4 separate regions of the Mus musculus genome follow, and all the other regions are linked to region 1. Evidence: chromatin contacts called from public Hi-C, HiChIP or PLAC-seq and promoter capture Hi-C data. All regions are on one chromosome and are shown on one strand. The core of a region is the stretch at or near the end of the contact, and the rest is flanking DNA. Distances in the headings are between cores, read along the strand shown.

Region 1 (5,460 bases), core at 646-3,145:
TCTGGATTCAGTTCAAGGCCACCACGTTATTGTTGGAAAGAGACAGCTAATTAAGAAAAGGCACGCTGGGTAGAGACCATTGATTTAAACCAAATCTCTTTTCCCATCTTTCCTAGGGAAACTGCCCAGACCTGGTGTAAATTGGAAATACCACTGTCTCACAAGGGGAGGGGGTGTTCTCAATGACATGTTTTGTTAAATAGAGGAGGCAAATCATGCCCATCGCTCCCATTTCTGGGTCCAAGAGATTGGGGATATAATGTCTGATGTATGCTGAGGGTACTCCAGGCCACAACGAAGTGATGGGACCCAGAGCTAGGGCCTGGAGCTGAGAGCTGTCCGGGGCCTCTGGTGCTGAACTCAGGGGCCCAGAATTCCCCGCGGCGAAGCGGCAATGCTTCTCTGTCCTCAGAACTCCAGATCATCAAGAAAACCTCAATTATACAGAACTCCAGATGGACGGGGGTGCTGGGGAGTGGGGTAAGCGCTCCATGCTGTGGTCAGCTCAGGCAGGCTCCAAGCTTTGTTTTGTAAGTTACCACGGGAGGAAACAAGAGTCACACCTTGCCAAGAGAATGAGAGGTTAAGTGATCCAACCCCAATAGCTGACACCGTGGGCTCTCCTGGTGTCTTTAGCTCTGGTGGCTGGGGGTGGGATCAGCTTTGGGTGAGTTATTTGCCTCCCTCTTCTCTTCACCTCAGCATCTCACTGTAACTTCCTGGGACCCTAGCAGGGTGGAGCAAAGGTGTGACTCCAGGCAGGTGAAGGAACCGACAATCTCGACAATCTCCATAAACTCAGACCCCCTTCCCTTCCTAAGCAGCAAGCACGTGGGTTTCACCAGCACCCTCTCTTCACTCCTAATATCGATGAAGCTGTAGAGGGATAAAGGGGGCCAAGCCCCTGGGGTTCTAATATCTCTCTTCTCACCAAGTTCTGGGAGCCTTGAGCTCTCCTCCATCCGAAGAAGCCACACCCAAGTCCAATTTCCTGACACCTGGCTGGGACCTATCCAGGAGACAGCCCCTCCGGATAGTCCGAGACAGCGTGGGATGGTGGGATGGGAGGGAGTCTGGTTCTGGAGACAGGCAGTCAGCTGTCCGCTTCCTATACCTATCCTCTTCCACAGAGCCTGGCAGAATAACCTGGCAGCCAGCCCCGGGTGCAGTTGCAGAGAGCTTCCAGAATCTGAAGGTTTGGAGAGGACCCCACTCCCAAGAGCTTCTCCCGGAAGCGTCTCCAGACTGCAAACGGGAGCCCAGAGACCGACGAAGGACCCGCAGCCTAAGGCGAGAGTCCTTCAGATGCGTCCCCGCCTCCGCGCTCCGGCAGGGACGAGGTGCCCAGCCCGGTATCCGGGCGGTCCCGCGGGTGGCGCGTGTGTTCCCAGACCAGTCGAGACCCCCGACTGCTCGGGTCAGCCGCAACAACTTTACCCTCTTTGGGCCGGGGCCCTCGGGGTGCTTACCTTCCGCCTGAGCTGCCGCGGGGCTCCCCAGAAGGAAGGCGACAAGGAACAGAGAGATCCTGTCGGGTCCCGCGGCTTGTGGCCGTGCCACGGGCATCGTAGCTACGGAGCTGGGGTCGGCGCAGAGAGATCCGTGTGGTCGGTCCAGGCAGAGGGATCCGTGCGGTGGAGTCCGGGCAGAAGGATTCGAGCAGCCGGAATCAGGCAGTGCTATCCAGGGAGAGAGAGAGAGATGGACAGAAGGCTCCAAGCAGCCGGATCCCAGACCGAGGTCCAGACAGACAGAGGGATTGGTGCAGCGGGGTTCAGGCAATGGGATCCAGGCAGAGGGATCTGGGCAGTAGGATCAGGGCAGCGGCTCCTGGCGGACGCGCAGCTCGCCGTGGCTCTGGCCGAGCTGCACCGGGCGCGGGCGACGGACGAGTGAGGAGGAGCCGCGGGCGGCGAGCGAGCGGAGGGCGGGGGCTGGTGCCCGAGCGAGAGAGGGAGCAGGAGAGAGAGAGAGAGCGAACCAGCGAGCGAGCGAGGGAAGTGAGCGCGAGGAGGCGGCCGAGGGCCGTTCCGGGGGCAGCCTGGCCCTTAGGCCCTGAGAAGTTAGTGATATCGCCCGGTCCCGGGTGGGCTCAGGGTCCCTACTCTTTTTGCGGATGCTGGGACGGTCAGACGAGGCGGAAGAGCGCCCGATGTGTCCTTGCGAACCCAGTCGGCGAACAGCCTGACCTGTATCCCCACTATACAGCCCTCTCTGGCCCCTGAGGTCCCCACCCGCATCCACCTTTCCCTCCCCTATCCGCCAAATGCATTGGTGCTTCCACAGAGAGTCCCAGTGACCTAGGAAGCCACACCGACTGCATCCAGGGACATTGTTGGACCAATGCACAGGACCACAGGATCCTCTGTCTGATACCAAGTGGTTCTTCACCCTGGAAACGCCCAGCCACAGACTCCTGGGTCCATGTTATGATTTCAGCTACATTAGCACTCTCAACAGCGCTCTGCAGATCCGCCAGGCTTCCAGAGCCGAAGCCCCGTTTCCCTCCCCCGCCAGTGGAAGCTTTGGTTCCAGGCCCATCCTCTGGCGGCCTCTGTCCAGTTGAGATTCTCTAGCAGCGTGTCTTTCTTCCACAAACAGAGGAGACGGGGCGCAGTGGGTGAGGAAGACAAGAAGCCACTTATAGCCAGGCATTGGCCAAGGGCCAACTGGAAGATACCTCACACCAAGGGAGACAGCTCTCCTTGTTCTGCTGAGTCTCACAGCCCCAGCTGGCTTCCCAGGCCCCTCACCCCAAGTTAGAAGCCCTCCCCTCCCCCACTCCACCTTGCCACTCCGCTCAAGCAGGGAGCAGATGGAAAGAAGGTTGTAGCAATTGGGGGTGGGGGGGGGGATGTCTTTAGCAGAGTGGAGAGACTGGGAATCTCTGAAAACAACGTAGGGGAGGGGAGCATTGGAGGTGGGAGGAGCGAAGGAGGACTATTCTGGTCCTGGTTCCAAATGCCCCTGTCACTCATTTACTCTTGGGATGCTCTTTGCTTGAAGCTCAGATTATCAGGTGATGGAGAGACCCCCAGTTCATATCAGGTCTCAGGAAGTGGGGATTTGAGAAGGACATGCAGAAGACCTGGGTCCTCCTCTAGAGGGCTAGCAGCAGGCCATCCAGTAACCCCTGAGGAATAGAAGCATAAAGCAGGAATACAGAAACATGGAGGAGAGACACAAGTGCCGGCTTCCTCCTTGGAGATGAGGATAGAAAGGCTTGTAAACACCCATGGCTCACCGGACTCTGGTGTGGTCTCTGTTTTAAAGTCATAATGATCGGCAGTGGTAGAAGTGATCGATATCTCCCCTGGATGCCCTCAGAGGGTCAACCTCACCAAAGCCACTCAGCCAGGAAGTGATAAGATGGATGAATTCAAGACCAGGCCTGAGTTGAAAATCAAATCACCCAAACATGATTCTTCCCCTCAACCAAGATGGCTACCTCTGGGGTGAGACTTGGTGGCTCCTCCTGGCTGTTGGTGGCCTCCCCACTTCCAGCACACTGCTGGAAGTCCATCACTGCAGTCATCGATTAGTAAGGGTAGGTGTTGAGAGCATCGGGCAGATGAGTCACCAGAAAGAGCCAGCTGGGGTCAGAGCTGGAACAAAAGTACATGGTTGGGGGAAGATCTTCCCCATTACCAGACCCATTTTAAAGAAGAGCAAACTGAGGTGTGGGGAGGCAAGGCAACATGTTCAATACCATGTATAGTCTGGTTCTGCCCAGGGTTGTGCTCTGTCTACTGCCAGATTATGCTTGGTCTTGGCTTGGGGTCAGAGAAGCCCAGGTTCTGTTCCTGAAGTTGGGGTGAGCCTGTAGGTCTGTTCTCTTTACATGCTGCTGTGGGAGTGACCACCTTTGTGCAGTTAAAAATCAGCCACTGAGGGCAAAGGCTGGAACCTAGCCTCACCTCTGTCTTTGCAGAAGGCCAAGAATAAGTGGCTTGTATTCTCTGGGTTCTAGTTTACTCTTCCAGAGGGGTAGGAATAAAATTAATGCCTGGCATGTGGAGTGACTGAAAATGAGCAACAGTGTCCTTGAGGAGTGACAGGATACACTGTGCATGCTTACAGGATAAGGGAGAGGACCTCAGGGGTAGGTCAAGTCAAATCTTAGTCTGGGGATTGGCCTCAGTCTGAGCAGTTGTTACCAACAGTGCCCAGGACCTACCCTAATGCACGGTCCACCCCAGGTGCTTGTGGTCACAACAGCGAGCAGACAGGAAGCTGGAGCTTCTGACTACTTCTTTGACTTTGTGAGAGTCTTTCTGTGAGCCACCAGCCTCTCTGGAGTTGATCTCTCACTCTATCTATTCACCATCCATCCATCCATCCATCCACCCACCTACCCTTCATCTGCCCATCCACCCATCCATCAATTCTTCCATCCATCCATCCATCCATCCATCCATCCATCCATCCACCCATGTATCCACCCACCCATCCATCCATCTATCCATCCACCCATCTATCTATCCATCCATCCATCTACCTACCCACCAATCCATCCACCCACCCACCCATCTACCCATCCATCCATCCATCCACCCACCCATCATTCATCCATCCATGCATCCATCCACCCATCCATCCATCTACCCACCCATCTATCTATCTACCCATCCATCCACCCATCCATATATATATATATGTATGGATATATATATATCCACTCTTCATCCACCAACCCATCCATCTGGTCATAACCATCCACTCACTCACTCACTCTATCCAACCCATGCACACATCCACCCATTGGCACACCCATCCACAAATCCATCCATCCTCCATCTGCCCACTCACTAGCCATTCATCCCACCAATTCACACACTCAGCTGTACATCCATGCCCCCATCTGTTCCTCCCACTCATCAATGTCTCCAGCTGTCTATCTCTCCATCCCTCTCTTCTAACCATCCATTCACAATTTATCACCTTCCATCTCTCTTCACAGTATGAAGGTACGTCACTTGCTGTCCAGTTCAACCATTATAATCTACCCACAAGCCTCTCCTCCCTCCCTTCCCACTGCCCCATCATTTATTCCTTCTGTCCCCTTATTTATCCATTTCTCCTTCTGTCCATCTGTCTATCTATCTATCTATCTATCTATCTATCTATCTATCTATCTACCCAACATCCCATTTTCTTTGTGCTCAATGGATGGTTCTTGGATGTCAAACTCAGTGCGAGGGGCCATGAACACAGTGGATATCATCTCTTGCATTCTTGGGTCATCTAGTGATGTCTGCCAACCCAAAGGTTGTCTTTTCCAGTTGACCAACACTCTGTGCCAGGGAATCAGTTTCACAGAGTGTCCAGAAGTCTGGGCTTTGGAACGTTAGTTTGCCATTTGAATAAGTTCCTACTAATGACTGTGTGTCCTTCAACAAGGCCAACGAGGTGTTATGTTCAGACCAAGCATCGTGTGCTTCTGTCAGGAGCATCTGAGTA
Region 2 (5,965 bases), core at 958-3,457, 250 kb after region 1:
GCTGTATAAGAGAGGAGGGAGAAAGAAAAAAACATGGAGAAGCACGCAGAGTTCCTCTGAGGCGTCTCTTTAAGTTCTTGCTTGAGTCCTCACTCGATCTGCCTTGTGACGGACAGTCACCTGGAAGATGAAGTAACCCTTTGTGTCTCTATGTTCCTTTAATCCATGGTGTTTGTCACAGCCATAGAAAGCAAACACGACCCTGAGTAATGAAGCCCAGAAGTCAGTGTAACTGCACGGTAAAGATGCTGAGAGGGGAAAACCCTTTGTCAATCAATACCTTACAGAGCTGTGCTTCTAATCCTCCCAAAACAAGCTCCACCCATGCACACACAGGCTGGGAAAGTCAGTGCTACCAGATCTTGTATTCAGATTTGAGGCTGAAGGAAATGTTGACTCAAACCTTTAAAGACTGGAGAATAGCAGAACGCATTTACAGGAAACAATTAGAAAACAGTCTGAAGCCTTGTGTCATGGTGCATGCCTTTAGCCTCAGAACTCAGGAGGCAGAAGCAGGAGGATTTCTGGGTTAGAGGTTAACCTGGTCTACGAGCAAGTTCCAGGATAATGAGGTCTATATGGCGAGACTGTCTCAAAAGCTAAAATATGAAAATATATCTTAAGTGAATTAAAAAGACATAAGATTAAGTTTAAAATATTGAGCTGTATTAATGGGTTTATGGCATCTACCTATAACAATGGCACCAAGGCGTCAGGAGGAGGTGGGTCTGTGGAACAAAAGCTTTCTTTTGATTCAGTCTGGAGCCCAGTTGAGGGGGCAGAACAAATACAAGCAACACTCTTCAGACTGCGAATTTAAGAAACATACCATCACTCTGACACAAAGACAACTAACTGGACTTAAACCAAAGCCGCTGCTACAAATGACGAGGGACGTGTCCGGTGATGAAAGCGTTAACCTGCCAGCCAGCCAGGTAGATTCTTAGAGCCTAGGCAGAGAGCCTCAAGGCGTGCAAAGCAGAACAGGGAGAGAATTAGAAAAAGTAAGACAGCTCAATATGAGTGGCCAAGGGCGTTAACATCTGTCTCTTAATAATTGATAGATCAATTAGATGTAAAAATCCTGCCCCAGAGTTCTGTCACAGGGCTTCCTGTGTCTAGGATGTTGGAGCAGGATGTAGCCAGGAAGAATAAAGAGTGGTGTCTCACATGGGGCCACAAGAGCTTGAGAAAAACCCAGGGCTGAACTGGGTGACTGCATTGAGCTTGTTCAGACATCTGCAGGTTGAAGTCAAAGCCTTCACCTTGAACTCATGAATCCCTTCCTCACACATGGACCACATCACAGTTAAAGACAGAAGGCTTCATTTAACCCTCAGGGTCCTGACTGTAAGCATCAGGCAGCAAAGAGGCGCATCAGCAAACACCCTGCACGCGTAATGGCGTGGGCTAGTGTGATGGAGAAAGAGTATGTAGTGAAGCAAAGAGCTATCCAGAGGCAGGGACCCAGCAAGTGCGCAGGGAAAGGTGCTGGGATTAACGTCCAGAGAGCAAGTTTCAGCACCGCAAGTGTGGACAGCTCCCTCTCCAGTGCGTAAAGAACTGAATACAGTATAGACAGGTGTGATGGAAGCCAAAGAAAGTATTGTCTTCCCTGGAGCTTACTCGAGTAACTTACACGGGTGAGGGAACAGTGCGGGGAGGGAGGGGGTGAGTCGCCATATGCGGGTGAACCTGGGTCACCTGCAATTACAGCAAGTGCTCTTAACTGATAGACCATCTCTCTGCCCATAATAATTATTGTTAGTGTTCTGTGTAAGGACCCAGATGAGAGTGTGGGTTTGAATCCCGCCTCTATTTCTGCCTGGCTCTATCGTCCTGCTCCAGCTGCTTCTGAAGAGAAAAGAAAGGCTTTGTCCTGGAGACTGGAAACTCACCTTGTGCCTTGGTGAATGTAAACTTCTGATCCTTCTGCTCCTACCCCCTTAGTATTGGGATCTCAAGCGTGCACCCCAACACCAGGAAACTATTTTGTGATGTGAACGTGAGGGTGCCCAGTACCCAGGCAGGGTGCCTCTCGGTGGAACCAGCCCAGCATGCGAAGATACCACATGTCAGGTGCAAAGGGGACTTTGCTAGGGTCCATTTTCCACCCCGACAAGAATCCCGTCTGCTGCCGTCTAGTGTCTGAGGGTGACATTGACCTTTCTTAGCTGTCAGATTTGTCTCACTGGATTCCAAGGTCTTAACCACTCTGTGTGCAGAGCCTGCCGGCTTGCCCACGAGTACACACTCATGTATAATTCATGGCCCATCACGGTGCCTGACAAATGAATATTTATTAGCTTTTTCATAAGAGGCAGGATGATGTTTTTTTCTTTCTTTGCTACTGAAATTCTATGCCCCAGCAAATGAAATTTGTGAACAAATAGGAAGAAAGAATAAGAAGGAAAAAAAATTCTCCCAAGCAAGTCCATTGCACTGGTAATTTTCCATTCTCTAGGGCCTGGAATGTGTGTGGATAGAGGTGGATTTGGCTTAGCTGCTGCAGAATCCTGCTGACGAGTCCAAAGTCTAAATGCTGCTGTGTACTGCGCCCGTCACCCCTGTAGGAAGCTCCCTCACATCCCAAGTCTGCTCTGCTCCCAACTGGGCAGGAGCCACATAGTCTCCAGCACTGTGGACCTTCTGTATGGCGATCAAGCATGCATGGACCAAGAAGAAAGGACCCCGGAAGCTGATTGGGTTGGAACCAAAGCAAACTGTAGGGCTTCCAAAGTGAGCTGCCAAACATAGAGAGGGCAGCTTACTCTCACACCGAGGGGAGAGACCCCACAGAAGGAGCTGTCTGTCTGCTGGAGCCAACCTGTGCCCTGGACAGAAACCAAGGGACCTAAGACTGTGATGCCATTCACCCCTGCAACCTCACGGTTCATTGGGGATGGCAGTGTGAAGAACTCCAAGTACACTTGGGCATGTGTATGCACACACACACAGACACACACGCACACAGACACACACACACACACACATGCATGCATGCACACACACACATGCATGCATGTACACAGACACACACACACTCATACGAGGGAGTGCAGAAGTGATGGTGCACTTTGGCTGTGAAGACTATGGACCAACCACCCTTTACCTTGACCTTGAAAGATGCTTCAATCATTGCCACTGTAGTTGGTGGAGGCAGATAACACATGTGAAAGCCCCTCCTGTGTGCCAGGACCTGTGCACGGCACATCAGCTATTTTACAGTATCTTATCATCAGAGTCCTGATGGAGGCAGCCGCTGCTGCTGCTCCCACTTTAAAGGTGAAAAGACTGAGGCAGATTGAAAGTCACTTGCCGGTGTGAGAGCTGAAGTCAATGCATATCTGACTGACCCCAAGACCCATATGCTCCGAACAACCCTCCCCTGGAATTTAGAATCTGGATTTCAAGGAACAAGCCCATTAACACCTGTGGAATTCATTTCTAAGGGCCCGATACTTGCATCATCTTCAAAGGACCCATTTGCCAAAGTGACTGAGTGTACTTGCTTCTCGAACCTGCACCATGAATGCACCAGGCATCTCTAACCACTGAACCCACAACCATCCTTCATTGGTAGCTCCACTGGGGACAGGAGGGTGTGAGGGGTGAGGTGAGGCTTCACGGGTTAGAGCAGGACTGGAAACAGGAAGGCAGGGGGAAAGAATTGAGATAGATTGTGTGTGTGTGTGTGTGTGTGTGTGTGTATCTGTATGTGTGTGTATCTGTGTGTATACATATATGTGTATCTGTATGTGTGTGTGTATCTATATGTGTGTGTGTGTCTGTGTGCATGTGCATATGTGTGCATGTTTGTGTTTCTGTGTGTCTGAGTGTGTCTGTATGTCTGTGTGTGTCTGAGTGTGTCTGTATCTGTGTGTGTATATGTCTGTGTGCATGTGCACATGTATGTATGTGCACACAAGCATGTGCTTGTGCATGTGGCTGTGTGTCTCTGTGTGTGTATGTATGTGTGTGTGTATATGTGTCTGTGTGTATGTCTGTATGTGTCTCTGTGTGCATGTGCATATGTGTGTAGGTTTGCATATCTGTGTGTGTCTGAGTATGACTGTGTATGTCTGTGTGTGTCTGAGTGTGTCTGTGTGTGTATCTGTGTGTGTATGTATATGTATCTGTATGTGTCTGTGTGCATGTGAACATGTGTGTATATGTACACAAGCATGTGCCTGTGCCTGTGTGTGTCTCTGTGTGTATGTATGTGTGTGTGCATATGTGTGTACATGTCTGTGTGTATGTCTGTATGTGTCTCTATGTGCATGTGCACATGTGTATATGTGCTCACCAGCATGTTTGTGTGCATGTGCCCGTGTGTGTCTGAGTCCATATATGTGTGCAAACACTGAATACATGCTTGTTTATTCAGCCACCTGGGTAAGTTATTGAGTACTTGCTGGCAAACTTAATTTCAATTAAAGACAAGGACCATTGAGACATCAGAGCTAGAGGAGCCTGGAATGAGTGTCCCTGAGCTGAGGTTAGCAAAGGGGACATCAGAGAATGTCCCCTGGAGAGAGGACAGCCAGTGCAAAGGCCCTGAGACAGTCTGGTCACTACACCGTCATGTGAAGTACTGCTCAAACATTCCCATACACCACCTCAGGCCTCAGGGGCTCAGTCTCCTTGGGTTTTGTGCCACCACAGTCCTTGTGAAGTCGGACACATAGCCAACCAGGCTATTTCCTCTAATTCTTACCTTTCATGTTCCCCATGCAGGCTTCAGAGGGCATTCTGAGTAGGAATAGTCTCAAGGACATTGTTGGGTGGTAGGATGGAGTCTGGGGCTGCGGTCTGACTCAAATCTCATGCTACTCTCTGCAGCCCCCTCTCAGATCCTTCCTGGTCAATCTGTGCCATGAGCAACCCACACAATACAGGCTCTGTGGCCTCTTCCTACCCGAGACCCACTTTACACACCTTCCTTTCATCCAGTTCCTCGGAGGTCAAGTCAAGCTTCTTTAGCAGTGCAGGGTCCAGCACCTGGAACCGACGGCGGAACTGAGCGAGCCCCATGTGTTCAGCGTAACCTGGGGACAGAGCAGGCCAGTCACGGGTGGGGAGACATAGGCAAAGCTCGGTCCATCAGTGCTCAGTCAGAACTGGCTGCTGCACACATGTCCCTGCTCTGGGGGTTCTGTGAACAGTCTTTGTCCTCAGCAAGACCTTCTGGGAAACCCTGCAGCATCTCTCCTCTCTCCTCTCTCTCCTCTCTCCTCTCTCTCCTCTCTCCTCTCTCCTCTCTCCTCTCTCCTCTCTCCCCTCTCCCCTCTCCCCTCTCCTCTCTCCTCTCTCCCCTCTCCCCTCTCCCCTCTCCCCTCTCCCCTCTCCCCTCTCCCCTCTCCCCTCTCCCCTCTCTCCTCTCTCTCCTCTCTCCTCTCTCCTCTCTCTCTCTCTTCCCCCTCTCTCTCCTCCCCCTCTCTCTCGCTCCCTCCCTCTTTGATACCTTTCCCTCCAGTGTCCCATAGGGAACTGCGTTTAAAGCCTCTGTACACTGCCCAAGGCAGCATCATGCGTGCTTCTCATATAATCTATGAAGCAAGAAAGAGTACTGTGCACAGACAGGAGACACCACGCACATCATACCATACACATATATCATAAACACACATACCACACACATCACATGAACACATTATCACAAACACAGCATACAACACACACACATACACACTCATGCAGACATGAACACATCACATACACACGCAAACTCATAAACACACACGTAATCACATATACACAGGCATGCTCACATACATGTACACATATGTACATGCTCTAGAACACCACAGACCTGCTATGAGTCAGGCAGCTTTACTGGCTGTGGGGCCTGGCTGCCAGCTATGAACTCCCTTTGTAAACTCCCTTTATTTTCCCCTATGACATTGTCCATTTCCCTCTGCCTGAGCTGACATGTGTGGTTGTGTGTGGTTTTGTGTGTGTGGTT
Region 3 (6,004 bases), core at 3,244-5,743, 150 kb after region 1:
ACTCTTTTGTTTGATTTGCCTGTCCATTTGCACACATGCCCCAGAATTCGGACACCACCACATTCCTGAACTGTTCTCCAATCCACGCTCCTGGCCCTGTAATGAACATCTCACACAAGATCTTCAGCCCCTGCCCACCACAACATGGAGAAAAATGACATCCAAAAAGCAAGAAGAAAAACGCAAAGTCATAAGGAGATATGTGGCATGGGACAGGCTTACCAATCAAACAGATGGATAGATGAATGAATTAAAGGACAGAGGAAACAAGCAATGTCTGAGTCTCTGCAGGGTCATGCTTCTGTGTGAGGAGTTGCATTTTTACCTCTTACTGATCCACCTTGGAAACGAAGAGACTAAGGATCAAAGTGATTGAATATTTGTTTAAGGTCATATGATACTGAGGGACACTTAAATAGAATTGTGGTCTATGCTTTCCCCTCCCCCAACAAGAGCAACCCCACTCGCTGCTGCCTGGGGTGCTCCTGGGTACCAGGAACATCGCGTGGCACCTATGTTCAGACACCACACCAACATCCCACAGCTCCCCTGAGACACAGGAAAGTTCCCTTCCAATTTGAGGAACCATGAGGCTGATGGTATGTAGAAACTGGAGACATAGTCACGAAGAAAGACATCGGAAATGCAGCAAGGAAGAATATGTACAGCCTCGGATGCAGAGGTCAGGATGAGAGGAGACAAATGCTGGAGCTGCACTCAGGTGGCCATGGCCTGAAGCTCAGGAAAGATGGACCCAAGCAGAGGGTGAGTCTTGTTGCCACAGAGACAGATACGTCTTATGTGAGCACCATCTGGGTGTAGTGGCTCTTAGGATGGAGCCTGGGCGATGTCTGGGGTGCTCTGTGACCTTATCCTGGTTCATTACCCAGCTGAGAAGTCTGGCCTCTGATTTCTCTCACAGCCTGCTCCACCCCTGAGCATGGCCACTCTATTCCTGTCTCCTTTACCTTTGGAATCATTATTAGTGAGAGAGAGAGAGAGAGAGAGAGAGAGAGAGAGAGAGAGAGAACAATAGCCTTGAAACATAAGCCAAAACAAGCCCACCTTTAAGTGGCTTACACCAGGAGTTGTGACACAGCAACAAAAAAGTAACAAACACAGACCCAGACCAGACAAGTCACTTCCCTAGGATGCCACACTGGTCTCATTCTGTGATGGTTTGTATATGCTCTGCCCAGGGAGTGGCACTATTAGAAGGTGCCGCTCTGTTGGAGTAAGTGTGGCCCTGTTGGAGTGGGTGTGTCCCTGTTGGAATGGGTGTGGCCTTGTTGGAAGAAGTGTGTCACTGTGACTTTAAGACCCTCATCCTAGCTGCCTGGAAGCCAGTATTCTGCTAGCAGCCTTCAGATGAAGATGTAGAACTCTCAGCTCCTCCTGTCTGCCTGGATGCTGCCTTGTTTCAGCCTTGATGATAATGAACTGAACCTCGGAACCCATAAGCCAGCCCAAATTAAATGTTGTCCTTATAAGAGTTGCCTTGGTCATAGTGTCTGTTCACAGCAATAAAACCCTGACTAAGACACTTTCCAACCGTTCATGTCCAGCAAGTCAATTCCCATACTTCATAGGTGACAGGGACAGTGTCCCTCTTCTTTCAATCTGAACAAACCAGCAACCTTCAGGCATTTTGGGGTCCTCCCAGCAAATATAGCCTGAGACTTGTAGGGACAAAAGAGGTCTGCAGAGCACAGCCCCGCCTCCGACCCGGCCACCACCCAGTTACCTTTCTGTGTCACTATCACTTGACACCACCTCTTCCAAGGCTGCCTGCAGGTCCGCGATGCGTCGGATGGACGTCTCCAGGTCTGTCTGCAGCGTTTGTCTCACAGTTGCCAGCTCCTCCACATACTTCTCCTGCAGGCAGAGACCACAGAACCCATTGGTCTTGCATGAGAACTCCATAGTACTGCAGAGTTCCAGGGGAAGGGGGCCGGAGGGAACAGCCTGAGCAGAGCCTATGTGGGGGGAGGGGACAGCCTGAGCAGAGCCTATTGGGGGGGGACAGCCTGAGCAGAGCCTATGGGGGCGAGGGGACAACCTGAGCAGAGCCCATCTCTCTGCAATGTAAGCAAATCCTTCCCAGGCCTTCACGGCAGAAGAGTGTGAAGCCCTGGGTGTCCCAAGCAGACATGACTTGTTCTACATAGGGAATAGACTCTAGAGGGCCCTGATGGCGTGTCCCAGGAACAGGATGTCCCAAGCTGGGTCATCCATATGTGTTTTTAGGAGCCCAGAGCCATGCTTGGGTTTACTCTATCTCCTTATTGAATGCAAAGCCATCTTAAATTAATCAGTAAATGGGATGGACCTGGTGCGGAAGGTTTGGGGCAACACAGAGCAGGTTATGTTCCAGGCTATGCCTGCCTACACACTGCAACACTCCACACCATGACCACCCTAGACCTACCCTCTGAAACTGTAAGCAATGTTTTCTTGTGTAAGAGTCACCTTGGTCATGGTGTACACAGCAATAAAACTGAACCTAAGAATTATACAAAGTGGGATGGCCTGGTGGGGCCCCCTGCAGAGTGACAGACCTGGCAGGCAGTTATGGGGCATTTTCTGTGGCCAGCACTAGTCACGTGACCAAAGACTTCCTCACCGAGAGCCTGGTAGGGAAGTCATGAAAACCAATCCTGCTTCAGAGCTGAGCAACGGAGACCTTCAAGAGCAAGGACTTAGCAAGGGTGCTAGTATTTAGTACTTTTGATTGTCTTTGTAGTACTCATCCACTGAGATCAGTACTCATCCACTGAGATCAGTACTCTCTGGTGGTGCCGTGACTTGATTCTGTCCTGACTCTTTGGGAAATATCTGATGTCCACGAGGCATCTGTCATTCAGTTTATCCCTTAACACAAAGCTTGCTGATGGAAGGTGAGTTGCCCCCCGGAGACTTAGGATTGAGTCTGGAGAAAGAGATGGCAACCATGCCTTGGGGTATACTGTGACATGTGTCAGGTCAAGGCCAGATACTGTTATATCCCACAATGCACCAGATACCTCAAGTTAGAGAATCATCTGGCTACATTCAGAATCTCTCTTTTGGAAATTAATTCCACAGGATGGATCAGAAGGCAAAGCAGGGCCCTGAACATGAGTTTGCTCGGGGGCAGTGCAGCCAGTGAAATGAGAGTCTGAAATCCAGAAGCTATACCCAGCTTTGGGGATGGTTACGGAGATCACAGAACATCACTTTGATGTCATTAGACAGTTGTTAACAGAAGCAAGGGCTGTGGCAATATGGACAGCATCCTTGAATGGTATGGAGCAAACAGAACTACCAAGAAGACTGTGACCCGGAATCCATAGCAACCACACACACATACACACATACACCTCACACTACATACACACGCACCATACCACACAACACACACACATATACACACTTCACACAACATACACACACCACACACACAAACCACCAGGTACACTATGCACACAGATACACACACTCTACATACAAACTACCATGTACACTACACACACAGATACACACACTCTACATACAAACTACCATGTACACTAAATACACATTCATACTACATACAAAATACCACATATACTACACACACATACACACTACATATAAAACACCACCTGTACTACATACATACTACATACAAAGTACCACATATACTACACACACATACACACTACATATAAAACACCACCTGTACTACATACATACTACATACAAAGCACCACATATATATATACACACATATTCTCACATACATGCAATAGTACATACAAAATACCACATATACTACACACACGTATACACTATATATAAAACACCACATGTACTACATGCACACTACATACAAAGCACCACAAATATATACACACACATACACACACAGCATCACATACACACAATACACTCTATATAAAACTACCATGTACACTAAACACACACTACATGCAAAACACCACATACACTATACACACATACACAATACATATAAAACATCACATGTATTACATACACACTATATACAAAGCACCACATATACTACACACACACACACACACACACACACATACACACACACTTTTTGAGTGGGACTTGGAGTCTCAGTTATGTTACAGGTGGAGAGATTTTTTTTAAAAGCTGATCTGATCATCTGATGTTTCTTTGTGGTTAGCTATTCAAGGAAACACACAGATACCTAATGATGAGGGGTGTGTAGGGTGAAGATTACAGTCAGGTCTGAGTAAACTCTCAGACCTTCTGATAACTCCAGAGGCCAAGTGACCACAGACAGATTTCCAGGCCTCTCTGAAGAAACTGGGGACATTTACATCACTGGAGGCTGCAGAGCCAAGATGTGACCCCATTCTATGGGGCTGGCTGTGCTCAAACCCGGAATCCAGCAAGGACCACAGCTGTTTCCCATCACGGGAACAGATGGACATCCCTTTGTGGACTGGCCTCCCCTTTCTCACTGAGTTAGAACCTTAACGATGGCATTAAGGATTGAGTACTTCAGTAGGTGTGGCCCAACCAAGCCAGGCCAGGACTTCACAGAGCCTAAAGGGAGGAACAATGTGGTCAGAAGTAGGCCTGTGTGGGCAAGGCTGGCATGAGCAGGGCCAGTTTACACTTCAGCTGAGGCTTCCAGCCATGAATGTTAACCTCAGGACAGGCAAGTAAGGGACAAGCTGGGGCCCAGCCCCAGCCCCCAACCAGCAGCCAGACAAGGGCATCAGGTCAGTGGAGGGGGCTGTGATGTAAAGGTCACCAGCGTGTCAGTTCAGACACAGCTGGGGAAGTGTCTGAGGCTGATTCCCAGAAGCTCCGGAGCACTGTGGGAGCACCATTCCTTCCCAGGCTCAGGTACTATGGGAGCACCACTCCTTCCCAGGTTCAGGCAGAGCACCATGGGAACACCAGTCCTTCCCAGGCTCAGACAGAGCACTGTGGGAGCACCATCCCTTCCCAGGCTCAGGCAGAGCACTGTGGGAGCACCATCCCTTCCCAGGCTCAGGCAGAGCACTGTGGGAGCACCACTGCTTCCAAGATTGAGACAGAGCACTGCAGGAGCAGAACTAAGCAGATGGGCAGGAGAGTGGGACTTGAGCTGAGGTAAATCTGTAACCTCATGGGTTCTGAACTCGGCAGCTTTACAGAGTTGAATCTCGGTGGTGTGGCTTGGAGACTGTGTGACCTTCAGCAACTCACACAGCTGATCTGCCTTCCTGTCAATTTCATTGTGAATCAGGGTAGCAGGTAAAGTAGTTAAATTTCTGATGGGGGTGGGGATCAACCATTGGTGGCATTGCTAACTTCACATTCCCAGAAGAGGAACCTCTGCCAGGGCAACATTGTTACCCTTTCATTGGGGAAGCCAAACCCAGAATAAGAAGCTTGGAATGTGTAAGTCTGTCCAAAGCTAATGGGCTACCTAGGCGGAGCAGGAAGACTTGAAGACTAGCTGGCCATGGCCTGGACCAAGGACTTTCAATGCCCATTCTTTATCTGCTTGCTGCCTGTGGACAACAGACTTGGAGGGAGCACGGCAGATCAATGGAGCACTCTGGAGCCAGGGACCACCCCAGAGCGAGGAAGCTGTATAACCAGCAATCACCAGTCAGCAGAGCTGAGCTTTCCTGCTTCAGTTTAGGAACCTGGGGGCATCTGCAGATTATGAAGACCAAGACATCAGTCTCAACACTGCAGACCCCAGCAGCCAGCCCAGGGCAGACAAAACGAGGTCCCTCACCCTGTCACAACCTAGAGAAGACACACAGAATGAAGGGGCCAATTGGAGGCACCTGGCTCAAGCTGGGACCCCCTGCCTCCTTATGCCTTCCAGGGACAGATGCCCTGCTGGTGTGGTGATCATATCTGGGCACAGTGAAGTTTGTCTCAGTCGCCCCTTAAGAGCACAGCTGTGTTCTGAGGCTCTGTACGAGCTCAGGATCCTCTACAGTTAGCAAGGAGCATGGAAAGGCTCAGTGGTGCAACACTAGTC
Region 4 (5,985 bases), core at 1,637-4,136, 170 kb after region 1:
ACGTGGCATGATTATATGGTGTGTATGTGTATGACTGTGCGTATATATGTGTGTATATGTGTGTATGTGTGTGTATGTATGTATGCGCATGTATGTGTGTATATGTGTATGTATGTGTGTGTATGTATGTATGTATGTATGTTTGTATGTGTATATATGTGTGTATGTGTGTGTCGGCATACATACATCAGAAAGCCATACCGAACCCATTATTTTGCATGCTACCTAAACCTAAATGATAACTAAAAGGCCCTGCATAGACAGGGAGATGGCTCAGCTGGTAAAGGTGCTTGTTCCCAATCCCGACAAAGACCTGAGTTCCATTCCTGGAACGCCCATGATCCTTTGACCTGTATACGTGTGTGGTGGCATGATCCGACACACACAAAATAATGTGATCATTTGTCTTAAGTTTTTCCTTTTCAAGAAAGGAAGTATCCCTTTCAGGCCCTGCCTCCTCCTGTCAGGTCAGGTTTGCTGTAGCCACCCTCCTCAGTTGACATGATTCCTTTGGTGACACTGAGGAAACGCTGGCCCTGCCTTGAATCGACAGGCTTAGGCACAGTGAAGACATGGTAGTTGCCAATCCCTTCCCTCTCTGGCCTTGGGCAAGGCAAGGTGCTCTCCCTCAGAGCCTCTCCCTCACACTGTGTAAACAGAGATTAAAAATGTCCTCTCAGCCAAAGGCAAGGGTTCAGCTTTAATCAGAAGGGCCCTGGAAAGTATTTTTGCAGTGTCTTTGTCACTGCAGACAATCTCAGCTGTTCCCAGGCTGGTTGCCACTGTCCTCTCTGACGCCTCCTAACAATATCGGGAGGCAGCCGCTCCCTGCATGAAGCATCAAGCTGTTGAAGCTCCCCCGGTACACTTTTGTGATGTTCCTTTTGATAGAGTCTAAAATTATAACAGCCACTTGGCCACTCACGGTCCATTTATCCATTTATTGACTCCACAGGGAAGAAAAACAACGTCTGAGCCGTGTGTGCTCTCTCCTCTCCACATCTCAAGGTGATGGCCAGGCGGTCCGTGCCTCTCACCAGAACAGATTCATCAAATCTTCCTCATGGCTGGGGCCTGCTGGCTCCTGCAGCCTGGGAGTTCTGTCCTCTCTGGCACTTGGGAATGCTTGAGTCTGAGGGAGAGTTTGGTGAGAGTCTCCCTTTATTTTTCTTCAGTCTGCAGTAAGATCCACCCCACCCTAACTGCTTTCCTGGCCCAGGCGTGCCCTCTCTGGAGATCTAAGGCTGTTCTGGGGGAGGCAGTGGCCTGAGCCAAGAGAAACTGTCCTTTGGTTTGACTCTGTACCCGAGTTGGGTATTTTGTGTGTATAAATGTTGTTGATAGTCATTTGTTTGTCTAGTCCCTTGCAGCCACTGGATAGATACTCTCCACAACTGAGATGCACTGCAGGTCTGGGAGATTCCTCTATGTTTCCTTTTTTAAAAATATCATTTATTTATCATTATTTATACGAGTATACTGTAGCTGTCTTCAGACACACAAGAAGAGGGCATTGGATCCCATTACAGATGGTTGTGAGCCACCACGTGGTTGCTGGGAATTGAACTCAGGATCTCTGAAAGAGCAGTCAGTGCTCTTAATCGCTGAGCCATCTCTCCAGCCCTCCTCTATGTTTCTTAAGCAAACTTCAGTGGGTGGTGGAGACTTTACAGCCTCATACTCCAAAACAGAGGAGGCAGTGACAGCCAATGTGTCAGACCTGGCCCTACCCGTGTTTGTCGGTAGAGTTCTGTCGAAACAAAGATGTTCAGTGTGTATCTTCGGTGGAAGTGGCTATGGTCTGACGACAGAAGGTTCAGAGGTCAAAACAGAGTCTGTAAAACTGAAATATTCAGCAACCAGCTGTGCAGACAAGATTTACAGTCACCCTTCAAAGAGATGTGAGTCCCACAGCTCCATTACACTGGGAGCATGTGAGTCCAAGGATGGATGGGGTTTCTGCAGGGTCCCTTAGAAGGAATCACTTGGAGTCAGCTATACCCGGGGACATAGGATCTATGCAAACATTAGTTCTGAGGTTTATCTCAAGGGTTTACTAATGTTTGTGACTCAAGAGTTTCTCGCATTGTGTATTTCCTGGCCTTCAAATGCTAAGGCCTCGGGCGTTAACGACCGACCGAGGATGCCGTCATTCCAAATGTCAAGATTTTGTGGGCCTGAAGATCGAGCAGCCATATGGAGAAGGAGGCGAGCTCTGTCATTAGGGAGCAGAAGGTAGGCATGGTAATTAGCCAACACCAGAATTGAGCTCCTAAATTAATCTTTTTAAAAGGGCAGACCGGTTTTACCTTGCAGGGAAAGATGGTGGACAGATGGGAGCTGGCAGTGTCTGTCCCAGCCATCTTTCCTAAGGCACAACTGGGATGTGACCCAAAGGCTCAGGGGGACTGAGTCAGGCTCAGCTAAGCACACGTTACTCTGTGGACTCCACAAACTGGTCCCTTTTTTATCACTGAACTATTCATGATAAGAGATCGAAGATGGAAACTAAACGGGCTAGGTTCGGTCAGCTCCACCCAAGGGAGATGTTCAGGAGGGAGCAGAAAAGCTCGCCCAGAGGAAGGGAAGGAGTTGGACACCGACCCACAACTTGAGGTGGTGCCCACTGCTCGATACCCAATACAGTGACTAAGCATGGCTTCTAAGCCCTGTGGCTGCTCAAATGAGTCAGATTTCACACTTTGCCTCAACCGACCCCACTCAACATTAAAAGAGCCCCCATGGTGTGGGGCCATCGGTCACCCAGCACCAGCCAACACAAGCTAGCTTCATGGGCTGAGTCCTTGCCTGCTGAGCCACCACCCAGGTTGCTGTCCACATGTCATAGAGAAAGAGTAGGCATCGTGTTCATCTGTTCTTTCTGATCAGCCATCACTCCAGGGAGAGCACTGGAGGCTTGCCACAACAAGAGCTGTTGGCTTCTAGGCTTCTATACGCCCACTCTTTCTGTGCCTGATACGCTGAAAGGCTTTGTGATTCTGCTTTCAAAAGCTCAAAGGGCAACCCCATAGACGGAGGCAGACAGCTCCCCCCCCCATCCTTTTAAAGAAAGAGCTTGACCTGTTTGCTATATGCAAATCTGTCACAGAGTCACTCAACAAACAGCAAACACCTGTATAGACACCTGCTAGGGGCACACTGTTCACTTTGGGAGCCCACCCTGGAAGCGTGATGACTGGTAACAGGAAAGAGCAGACAGTGTGGCAAACCAGACAGATGTGTAAAACAGAGGCGGGTTGCAGCGCCAAACTGACTGTTTCTCTTAGTTACCAGAGTCACAGAGGGATGTGGTCTAGGGATGGTTGTGACTCTGGGGTTGTGAACTGTCCAATCAGAAATCATATCTTTCAGATGCCAGCAGGTTTTAGGAGCGAATGACCCTGAGCCAGTAATCAAAATCAACAAGACCCCGTCCATATTTGGGGGCTTCTGGCTAGTCAGTTTGGCAGGAAATGTCCTGTCTTCACCATGGCTAATGGAGTCTTAGCTATTCTCAGCTTGGCTCCATGGTCACTGAGTTGAGAATTTACAAAATGACTGTCGACAGAGGGATGGGAGAAGGATCTGGAGAGAGTGTTCTGGCTAGTGTGTGTGCCAATCCCCCGGGTATGGATGTTATCACAGCAACTAACAGCAGGAAGCTATAGGGATGCCACAGAAAAGAGCTGTGAGCACTTGGCCCTGGGGAACTGGTACATGATGAGCCCCAAAGCCTGGACTGAGCCTGGGGCCATCACAGGGTCTTGAAGCCCTAGGCTTCTCTGTCAGGTGACCCAGTGAGTTCCCTTCTGAATACCCCAATCAGAGATGGTAGGCTACTAACAACAAGAAGAACAGTGTTAGCAACAACATCCACAACAGCAGCAACCACTACAACCACAGAAACAACAGCAAAAACAGCAACAGCAGCAACCACAACAGCAACACCAACCAAAACAGCAACAACTACAACAACCACAGCCACACAACAACAGCAGCAGCAACAACCACAACCACAACCACCACCACCACAACAGCAACAATAGCAACAATAACCACCACAACAACTATAACAACAACAACAACCACTACCACCACCACAACAGCAACAGCAACAATAACCACAACAACTATAACAACAACAGCAACCACCACAACCACAACAACAGCATCAGGAACAACATCCACAATAGCAGCAATCACCACAACCACAGCAATAACAGCAACAGCAGCAAACACAACAGCAATACCACCAGCAGCAACACCAACCAAAACAGCAACAGCAACAACAACTACAACCACAACCACACAACAACAGCAGCAGCAACAACCACAATAGCAATCACAATAAAAGCAGTAACATCCACAACCACCACCACAACAACAACAACTATAACAACAGCAACAACCACAAACACCACAACAGCAACAATAGCAACAACAACCACAACAGCAACAATAGCAATCACAATAACAACAGCAGCAACAACCACAACCACCATCACAACAGCAACAACAATCACAACTATAACAACAGCAACAACCACAACAGCAACAATAGCAACCACAACAACAACAGCAACCACCACCACAGCAGCAACAGCAGCCACAACCACCACAACTACAACAGCTGCAACAGTAGCAACAGCCATAGACTTGACAAACTCACTAGCTACCCCCTAGTCTAAACAAATCCCATCTAAAACCAGGAATTCTCCCAGTATAGTCCATTCTGCCACCCCGTGTATTGGCGCAGCCTCAACTTCTAAGGTTCCCTCATCCCTTCTCGTTAAGACCAACGTCCCCCCTTCAGAATCACAAAAAGGGCACCCCTACCCCTCCTATTGAAGTATGTGCTTGCTAAGGAGCAAGTCAGGGCAGTGAGTCAGAATCACAAGACACTGGCTTCCCTGGGGTGGCCATTTTCCCAAGAACATGCAGCTGTAAAGGTGACAACACTGTCACCCCAGACACCAGCCTGCTGGGCTTCCCTAAAGTGTGACGAGCGGAACAGAGCTTGATCTCATCCAAGCTGCCTGCCTTGGGTTGATCTGAATAATTTAATATACACCTGCGGTATTCAGTCAGCACCCCCGCCCCTTCTCTTTTTTAAGTAATTAACATTGTGGAGTTAAATGACTTTAATTCCCAGCAAAGTGACAAAGTGCGGTTGATGAGGTCTCGGGGGATGTGATAGCTATCTGCTCCTCTGTGTACACCATCCTGAGACTACACACACTGTCTGTAATTGGTATTAGCAACTGTAAATTCTGATTAATTGCCAGAGAGCCACTTTCCAATTGCAGAAACAAAGCCACAAGCCAGGCAGTAATGGACCCAATTATTCCTAGGTAGGCTTTCAGTAATAGATTTTTACTATCGGAATGCCTTATCTCAGAGGCAGACGCAGAGAGACTCATTTCATTAGATGCCAGCACCTTCTGAATTGTGACGAGCGCATCCAGTGTCTGGGATCAAAGACGACGAGGAAGAAACCCGTTGTGGCAGTATTCTGGAGTCTGGGGAACCCAGCGCCTTACCCTCTTTTAAGACCAAGTTGCTTTGGTACTGGAGTGTTTGTGGGGGCCAAGGGGACAACCAGAGATGGTGGTGACTGGAGGGATGAAGTTGGAACTGCCTCAGCTGCCCCTGCCAGCTCTGAGCATGCAAGAGGCCTGAGCGGAGCTCGGAGCAGTCTGAGAATGCCGAGCCTTACACGTGTTGGGCCATTTGGATTACGCTGAGATAATGCTAACGGGCAGTAATTAGGAAACCACCTCCCCGCCGGGGGACCGTAAAGGACATTATTTACACCCGGCTTGTGGCCCCAAACGCCCTCCATATGGAATGACTTTTTAAATACTTCACTTCTCTCTCCAAATAATTCATCTTTATGAGCTCGACTTCACATTTGCAAGCAGAGAGAATGCTCAAAGCTTTGTAAAATGAGCCCTTAACCCCGAGCTGGTGGATGCCCTGGGCAGC

The links. Promoter capture Hi-C pulls out the DNA fragments that hold promoters and counts their contacts. Hi-C and Micro-C count contacts between places; a contact is called where the count stands out from the background. HiChIP or PLAC-seq counts read pairs in DNA pulled down with a chosen protein or histone mark.
Region 2: a contact with region 1 is called in an H3K4me3 HiChIP or PLAC-seq map of embryonic forebrain, with 5 times the contacts expected there. The contact joins the enhancer-like site here to the promoter of Sez6l in region 1. A contact is called at or near these places in 8 of 39 promoter capture datasets (cranial neural crest, embryonic stem cells, epiblast stem cells and 4 more), 3 of 484 Hi-C or Micro-C datasets (cerebral cortex, nephron progenitors and palatal mesenchyme), 13 of 115 datasets of contacts at active chromatin or transcription factors (SST interneurons, VIP interneurons, embryonic basal ganglia and 9 more) and 2 of 9 other capture datasets (embryonic stem cells and pancreatic islet).
Region 3: a contact with region 1 is called in a promoter capture Hi-C map of embryonic stem cells, with 2.3 times the contacts expected there. The contact joins the enhancer-like site here to the promoter of Sez6l in region 1. A contact is called at or near these places in 5 of 39 promoter capture datasets (cranial neural crest, embryonic stem cells, hippocampal neurons and 2 more), 8 of 484 Hi-C or Micro-C datasets (cerebellar granule neurons, cerebellum, cerebral cortex and 4 more) and 9 of 115 datasets of contacts at active chromatin or transcription factors (embryonic forebrain, embryonic hindbrain, embryonic midbrain and 6 more).
Region 4: a Hi-C map of cerebellum shows a contact between it and region 1, with 2.2 times the contacts expected there. The contact joins the enhancer-like site here to the promoter of Sez6l in region 1. A contact is called at or near these places in 4 of 39 promoter capture datasets (the HPC-7 cell line, embryonic stem cells, hippocampal neurons and 1 more), 9 of 484 Hi-C or Micro-C datasets (brain, cerebellar granule neurons, cerebellum and 3 more), 10 of 115 datasets of contacts at active chromatin or transcription factors (SST interneurons, embryonic basal ganglia, embryonic forebrain and 7 more) and 1 of 9 other capture datasets (pancreatic islet).

Annotation. Positions count from the first base shown.
Region 1 is chr5:112,575,303-112,580,762 of GRCm38.p6, forward strand. Sez6l (seizure related 6 homolog like) reads right to left here and starts at 1,896. Exons shown (of 17, transcript NM_001253916.1): 1 at 1,470-1,896. The coding sequence starts at 1,566.
Region 2 is chr5:112,823,039-112,829,003 of GRCm38.p6, forward strand. It overlaps Myo18b (myosin XVIIIb), which reads right to left. Exons shown (of 44, transcript NM_028901.2): 21 at 4,939-5,048. Among named protein-coding and RNA genes, the nearest start is that of 1700095B10Rik, 33 kb to the left of the region's middle. Within about 2 kb of position 2,208, at least 28 of the 459 cell types and tissues checked have an H3K27ac peak or open chromatin away from gene starts, as enhancers often do. A contact at or near this core is called in SST interneurons, VIP interneurons, cerebral cortex and 2 more, where this site is marked.
Region 3 is chr5:112,722,063-112,728,066 of GRCm38.p6, forward strand. Myo18b (myosin XVIIIb) reads right to left here. Exons shown (of 44, transcript NM_028901.2): 40 at 1,745-1,875. Among named protein-coding and RNA genes, the nearest start is that of 1700095B10Rik, 68 kb to the right of the region's middle. Within about 2 kb of position 4,494, at least 2 of the 459 cell types and tissues checked have an H3K27ac peak or open chromatin away from gene starts, as enhancers often do.
Region 4 is chr5:112,742,490-112,748,474 of GRCm38.p6, forward strand. All of the region lies in intron 39 of Myo18b (myosin XVIIIb), which reads right to left. Among named protein-coding and RNA genes, the nearest start is that of 1700095B10Rik, 48 kb to the right of the region's middle. Within about 2 kb of position 2,887, at least 6 of the 459 cell types and tissues checked have an H3K27ac peak or open chromatin away from gene starts, as enhancers often do. A contact at or near this core is called in cerebellum and hippocampal neurons, where this site is marked.